Linked DNA regions of Mus musculus: region 1 is linked to region 2. A link is a contact called in public HiChIP or PLAC-seq data. All regions are on one chromosome and are shown on one strand. Each heading gives the region's core, a stretch centred on a gene start, on an enhancer-like site or on the middle of the called end of the contact. The rest is flanking DNA. Distances are from core to core; before and after follow the strand shown. Region 1 overlaps Dnah6 (dynein, axonemal, heavy chain 6). Region 2 overlaps Kcmf1 (potassium channel modulatory factor 1).

Region 1 (3,146 bases), core at 246-2,745, 310 kb before region 2:
TGTGTCTGAGTCAAAAACCAAACAACAGAGGAAATGTTTTCCAGGTAATTGTTCCTGGTGTTGGGAGAACCAGAGGGGCATTTTAAAAAAACTTCTTATTGAGTCTCTGTGAGTTTCACTTCATGTACCCCAGTCTCACTCATCTCCCCATTCCCTCATATCCACCCTCTGCCCCATAACCTCCCCACCAAAATAAAATAATAATAATAATAATAGAACCACACAAACAATAAACAGAACAGAACAGAACAAAACAAAACATAGAAAACATTTCATCATGGAAGCTGTAGTATGTCACAGCATGGAGTATGTCACAGTGTCCCACAGTACACCCCTCTGTCCACATACCCTCACTTGCAAATGTTCATTGCAATGAGTCATTGACTCTGCCTTCTGGGACATCACTAATGTGGATCCTCACTGGGTCTCCTCCCAGTCATGTTGTTGTTGTCCTGTGCCATGGAGATCCTGCCCTTTATGTGCCCCAACAGTTAACAGATGATGTAGATTTTGGCGTGGTCCAACTCAGAGCCCTGGATCCGGGCCTAGGTAACAACTAAACTGGTCAGCCCACTGGCTTTCCCTGATCCATACCACCAAGGTGAGCTTTCCCACATTGCTCTGTCTAGGCCACTCAGTGCCACCATAGGCAAGAGACAGAGTCAGCTCTCTTGCTATCATGTCCTCAGGAGACTGGCTCACCAGCATCCATGCCTCCAGCCCCAGCTCCACCATGCTGCCCAGAGAGCACATGGCTCTCTCTCCCGAGTGCTGCAGCTGGCAAGGGGCTGGGAGAGCACTCCTACATCCTGGGGGCTGTCTCACCCATACCTTCCCCAACAAGGACATTGCCACTGTGTTGCCCAGGCAACGCTCAGGGCCCACTCTCCCAGTGTTCCCAGTGAGGGGCAGGGATAGCTCTCCCACTCCTATGACCTCTGGGACAGCTCTCCCTACTACCTCAGGTGGCAAGGGGCAAGTTGGGGAGAGCATCATCCATGCCCGCTCTACCTCAGGGCAGAGCAGCTCTCCCCAGCTCTTGCCCTCATGGTCAGCTCCACTACGCTGCCTGGGAGAGGTGCAAGGCCCCACTCCCCTGAGTGGCACAGATATTGAGGGGTGGGGCCAGTTCTGCACAGCCCCTGGACATCCATGTGATCTAGGCAGCTGCCCAGAGCAGGGCTGTCCCTGTGGTCTTTACTGATAATCTGTGGATCACAGTACTGCACTTGATAGCGAAGCAGACAATGCTAAGAAAAGAATTAGCGATTGGCGTTAACAATGGCTGTTTCTAAGCCTACAGATTTGCTTTCATTTAGTGTAGTGCCACGAAAGCTAAACTTTTATACTGTTTAAGCTTGACATTTATCGTGTGTTTTAACTGTTTTTTTTTTTTTTTTTTTTATCCCACAGTCCAAATTTGACTGCCTGGATCCAGAAGTCCTAAACAGTCAAGTTACTAAATACGCTAAATTTGTGACCCAGCTGGAAAAGGGCTTGCCACCTAACAGTGTGGTGCCCCAGCTCAAACAGAAGGTGGAGAAAATGAAAGAAAAGGTAAGATGGGAGGAGGGGAACCGTTTCAGAACCAAACTCAGATGTCCTGGGTATTTGTTTGCAGGAAAAAGAAATAATAGTCCAGTGTGTTTTTCTCAACAGCTGGCAAAATGGTGCAATGGAACATTGCGATTAGAACAAACACTTGGGGTCTGTTACATGATAGACAAAGTAGTGCCAAGATGCTGATGCCCTCAGCATATAGGCTGCAATTGCACCCAATGCAAACAGCAGAGTCTGTTTACCCTATGGCACCTCACAGCTAGGCACTATCCAGATGTATACAGTGTGGAAAAGCCGGGGAAGCCGGGTAGTGCATGGAAAGGGTTGGTTGGGAAACTGCGTTGCAACCAAGCCAGTCCTTAGAAGGGATAAAAGGATCAGGTGAGTCTGCTCAGCTGGTAAAAGGCATTTGCAGCCAGTTGACTTCTCCCATACTGACCTTGCCTGTTATCTCCCCTTTCCCTTGAGATCTCTAACAAACTCGCTGTAGTTAATTTAAAAGCTCTCTTCCTAACAATGTGCACCATTTCTGAGTTTGATTCTGATCACCGTTGACTCTCAGGCGTGTTTTGTTCTGCTCATTTTTCTTCGCTGTGTGACTTTCCATTTTCTGTGTGTTTCGTTTGGTCGTTGTTGAAAGCCCGGCATCTTCTGCAGCAGCGAGTGGTTGCTGAGGCACGTGGTTTGCAATCTGGGAGACGGGCATTAGTTTCCCTCTGTTTACCTTTTCGCTTGTTCTATCAACTCAGTTAGGAGTTCAGCTGGCTTTGAGATTTGACACTGCCCTAGTCTGCCTTTGCTGCATCTTGGGCTCTGTATTTTCTAGTGGTACCTACCGTTTCTCGAGGGAGCTGGGCCCCAGAGGTTGTTTTTAGCTTCTTTCTCCTGGACCTACACCTTTCTTCTTTGTGGTGCCCAACTGAAAATCCGTTTCCTGCAGCTTTCCACTCTATACTGATTATTTCACAGGACAAATGATCACCTGGTGGGAGAGGCAGACCTCAAGATTGGCTCCACTTAGTGAGGTGCTCCATCCCAGCCCTCTGTTCTAGTCTTCAGAGAAACATGTGACTACCGGTTTCCCCACATTTTAAAATTAGTTTGGTGCCCTGAAATTCAGTGTTCTCAAGGTCGTGATAAAATTCCTTCATTTGCATTTCCTTTTCTATAGGACGAGTGGTGCTGTTTTCAACTCTCTATAAGCTGAAACCGTGTATAGCGTGTCTTGACCAATTCCACCATCATCCTCCCCTCCAACTTCTCCCAGATTCCCGCCACACTGTCTTCCCAACCTCACGAGCTCTTTTTTCAGACACTGAGTCTGACAAATGCCACCAGTATGTTCATGGGTCTAGGATGGCCCAGTGCAGCATGGGTGACCCATGCAGGCCCACATTCCTGCTCTCAGCAGCCAGCAGCCAGCAACAGCGCCTCAGGCAGTGCTGGGGCACCATGAGGCCCTCCCCGACCCATGCTGGGGTGTTTACAGGCTGGATCATAGGTAGGTCTGGCGCATGTGCTTTTTTACAGAGGCAGCACCTCTGAAAATGTCTGTTTTCCAGCTTCCTGTGATCATTGACTTGAGG
Region 2 (3,043 bases), core at 24-2,523:
CTTAGCATCGGCTCCTAAGGAATCAAACTTGGATCCTTGTGACTGGAAGGCAGCATGGTTTCTCTGAGGCAGAGTGGAGAGTGCGAGTGTCTAGCAATACGGAAGCCACGGCTTGGGCTGGGAAGACTTGGGGCAAACCCAGGCCTGAGAATGGATTCAAGTGGATATAGTAGGATGTTGGGCTTCGTGTGAGCTCTCTATGTACCTGAATATACACACCATTTCCAGTCAGACAGTATTTAGGGAAGGGCTTCTATATAGAAGAACTGGTCTCCAAAACACAAAAGCTTGTAGTCTAACTAGGCAGAAGCACCTAGAAAGTTGAGTAAGCAGTCATCCCAGAGCACAGGAGCGACACCAGGTGGCCTGCGTTTCTAGGGAAGAGCTCACAGTTCGTAAATTCAAGAGCAGAGACCACTGCTTTTCTCTTCAAGGGAGGAGAAATCCTGACCGTTGTAAACTGGACTTGAGAGTGTGCTTGCTGGCTTCTGTCACTTCCCTTGGCACATTCCACCCTGACCTTTCCAACTCTGTCTTCAGCCCGTCCTTGTTTTTTTTCTTGTGAGCATCCTTAGGTTTTCTTAGTTATTTTTCAGGCTTGAGGCATAAGTAATCAGGACAGCCAGTTGGGCATTAGAGACTCGTTACCAAATCACAGTCATACTCTCAGGGCCTTCTGCTCTCAGAAAAAATGGAAAGTGTGTTTACTTGGGAGCCAGGAGTCAGATTGGTCAGCCTTCTGCTCTGTGTTTCAGCATTGATCTGATGCCATCTTGCCAGTTTCCTCCTCGAGTGCTGCTGTAAGCCAGCTCCCATAGACTCTAATGGCCGGAGTCTTCCACTTGTCACATGACTAGTGAGGTGTTGACATGCTCACACACCTCAGCTTTCAGCTCCAGTCCTTGTCTGTGTCTTAGGATTTGGAAACTTTTCCTATGTCACGGAAGGAATAATTTTTTACTCTTTTCTGTCTTCCACCTCCCATTCACTAATTGTGGTAAAAAGTTTTTCAAAATGGCCTTTCCAGCAATTGGCTAGAGATTTTCGGCGGCTGATCCTGCCCACCTCTGTAAGTTCTAACCCCAAAGCCTAACCCCTCTTCCGTTTCTCCTCCATTTTGGCTCTTCTTTGTATACTGGCCAAAATCCTGAGCACCCTTGCCTGGCACTCTCATTCCCACTCATCTCTGAATCTCCCCCACGCTCCGCTCAGCTGCTCACCCCTGTGGCTGAACACATCCCCTCTTGGACCCTGTCTTCTCCACTGCCCCCTCCTGGCAGCTGCCAAGATTACCTGCCCTGTGGTTTTCGCTCAAGCTTTGGGGAAAGAAGGGAGTTCCTTTCCAACCATCATCTCCTCTACCCGTGTGCACATTGTTTTATTCTTACATGTTGTTTCTGTCTCTGGCCATTAGGCAAACAAGGAAGTTACTAACTCCTTGATCTTGATCTGCTTACAGACTCTCACACTACCCACCCCCCTGGGAAATACGGTTCCTCCTCTTCCTCTTTCCTCTTCCTCTTCCTCTCCCTATGCTTTCTTCCTCCTCCTCCTCCTCCTCCTCCTCCCATCTTCAAGTTGTTTCAGAAATGATCAGTGCTCATTTGTGCATTAATTATCTCATTCATCTTATTGTATACACATTCTATAGCTATTTCATAGCTACCTGCCTTACTTTCCATGGCTGTGAAGGGACACCATGGCCTTGCCATCTCCCATAAAGGAAAACAGTTCATTGAGGCTGGCTTTATAGTTTCAAAGATACAGTCCATTATCATCATGGCAGGAAGCATGGCAGCATGCAGCTAGACATGGTGCTGGAGAAGGAACTAAGAGTTCTACATCTTAATCTGCAGGCAGCAGAAGGGGGCTATGTCTCAACTTTGAGCATAGTTTGAGCATATATAACCTCAAAGCACAGTAGCATACTTCCTCCAGCAATGCCATACCTACCTCAACAAGGCTACACCTCTTAACGGTGCCACTTCCTATGGGCCAAGCACATGAGTGTGAGGACCAAACCTGTTCAAACCACCATGATACCCTTTTCATTCTTTCTCTCCTCCCCCTCTCTCCCTCCCTTTCCCTCTTCCCCCTCCCTCACTCTTTCATTCTTTTCTTCCTCCCTCCCTCCCTCCCTCCCTCCCTCCCTCCCTCCCTCCCTCCCTCCCTCCCCCCTTCCCTTCCTTCCTTCCTTCCTTCCTGGGACAAGATTACTCTCTGGCCTGGAACTTGCCAGATAGACTAGACAAGCTATGCAGAGAACCCCAGGTATCCTCCAGTCTGTTTCTCCAGAGCACAGCTGTACTGTAGCCAAGCATTTGCTGTTCTATTTGGGGATTGACCCTTAACTACCTTTGGAGAAGTATGCCTTACCTTATGTCTGATATCAGCATTCAAGGCTGAATTTTAGGTAAAAATGTTTATTTTTTAAAGTTTTGCCCAGAACTGTTTGGCTAGACCACGCAAATGTGGCTCAGCCCTACCGATAGACAACTCTGCTGGAAATCAAATTTGAACTATTTAGAACTGCTGTGTGTGACCCTGAGAGATGGCCCTGCAGTTGAGTGACAAAAGTGCTTGCTCAGACCTGCAGTGTCTTTGCTGGGTTGGAACTGGGCCTCAGCAACTCTGTACTGACTCTGTGCTTTCTCTTCATTGCAGATTTGTCCCATATGTGCAGCGTTACCTGGAGGAGATCCTAATCATGTCACAGATGACTTTGCAGCTCATCTGACACTTGAACACAGAGCCCCTAGAGATTTAATATCCTTTCAGGAGGGTTTGCTGGTGGTATTGGTGCTTTGATTGTTGTTGAGAATAGTGCTTTCAGAGAGAAAAAAACTAATCTCTAAGTTGTTTTTGTGTGTTTGACCTTTTCATACAGTGCCGTGCTTTAGGGTATAAGCTGCTTTTCTCAGTCTCTCTTCCATTTGGATTCTGTTCATGTGAAAGTGTAAGTCAAGTCACAGTTACTCACCCTTCCTGCTAGATTTTACCCATGTTCCATAATCTAACCTAGACCTGTTGGGGAACAAAGAGG

What was found. HiChIP or PLAC-seq counts read pairs in DNA pulled down with a chosen protein or histone mark.
Region 1: a contact with region 2 is called in an H3K27ac HiChIP or PLAC-seq map of extraembryonic endoderm stem cells, with 4 times the contacts expected there. The contact joins two enhancer-like sites. A contact is called at or near these places in 1 of 15 datasets of contacts at CTCF or cohesin (embryonic stem cells), 37 of 484 Hi-C or Micro-C datasets (3T3-L1-derived adipocytes, the AML12 cell line, B cells and 20 more), 6 of 115 datasets of contacts at active chromatin or transcription factors (bone marrow-derived macrophages, cardiomyocytes, embryonic stem cells and 2 more) and 2 of 9 other capture datasets (liver and pancreatic islet).

What each region holds. Positions count from the first base shown.
Region 1 is chr6:73,159,275-73,162,420 of GRCm38.p6, reverse strand. Dnah6 (dynein, axonemal, heavy chain 6) reads left to right here. Exons shown (of 77, transcript NM_001164669.1): 18 at 1,414-1,557; 19 at 3,123-3,146. Among named protein-coding and RNA genes, the nearest start is that of Gm24533, 19 kb to the right of the region's middle. Within about 2 kb of position 1,495, at least 8 of the 459 cell types and tissues checked have an H3K27ac peak or open chromatin away from gene starts, as enhancers often do. A contact at or near this core is called in extraembryonic endoderm stem cells, where this site is marked.
Region 2 is chr6:72,850,106-72,853,148 of GRCm38.p6, reverse strand. It overlaps Kcmf1 (potassium channel modulatory factor 1), which reads left to right. Exons shown (of 7, transcript NM_019715.2): 4 at 2,665-2,766. Among named protein-coding and RNA genes, the nearest start is that of Kcmf1, 48 kb to the left of the region's middle. Within about 2 kb of position 1,273, at least 18 of the 459 cell types and tissues checked have an H3K27ac peak or open chromatin away from gene starts, as enhancers often do. A contact at or near this core is called in extraembryonic endoderm stem cells, where this site is marked.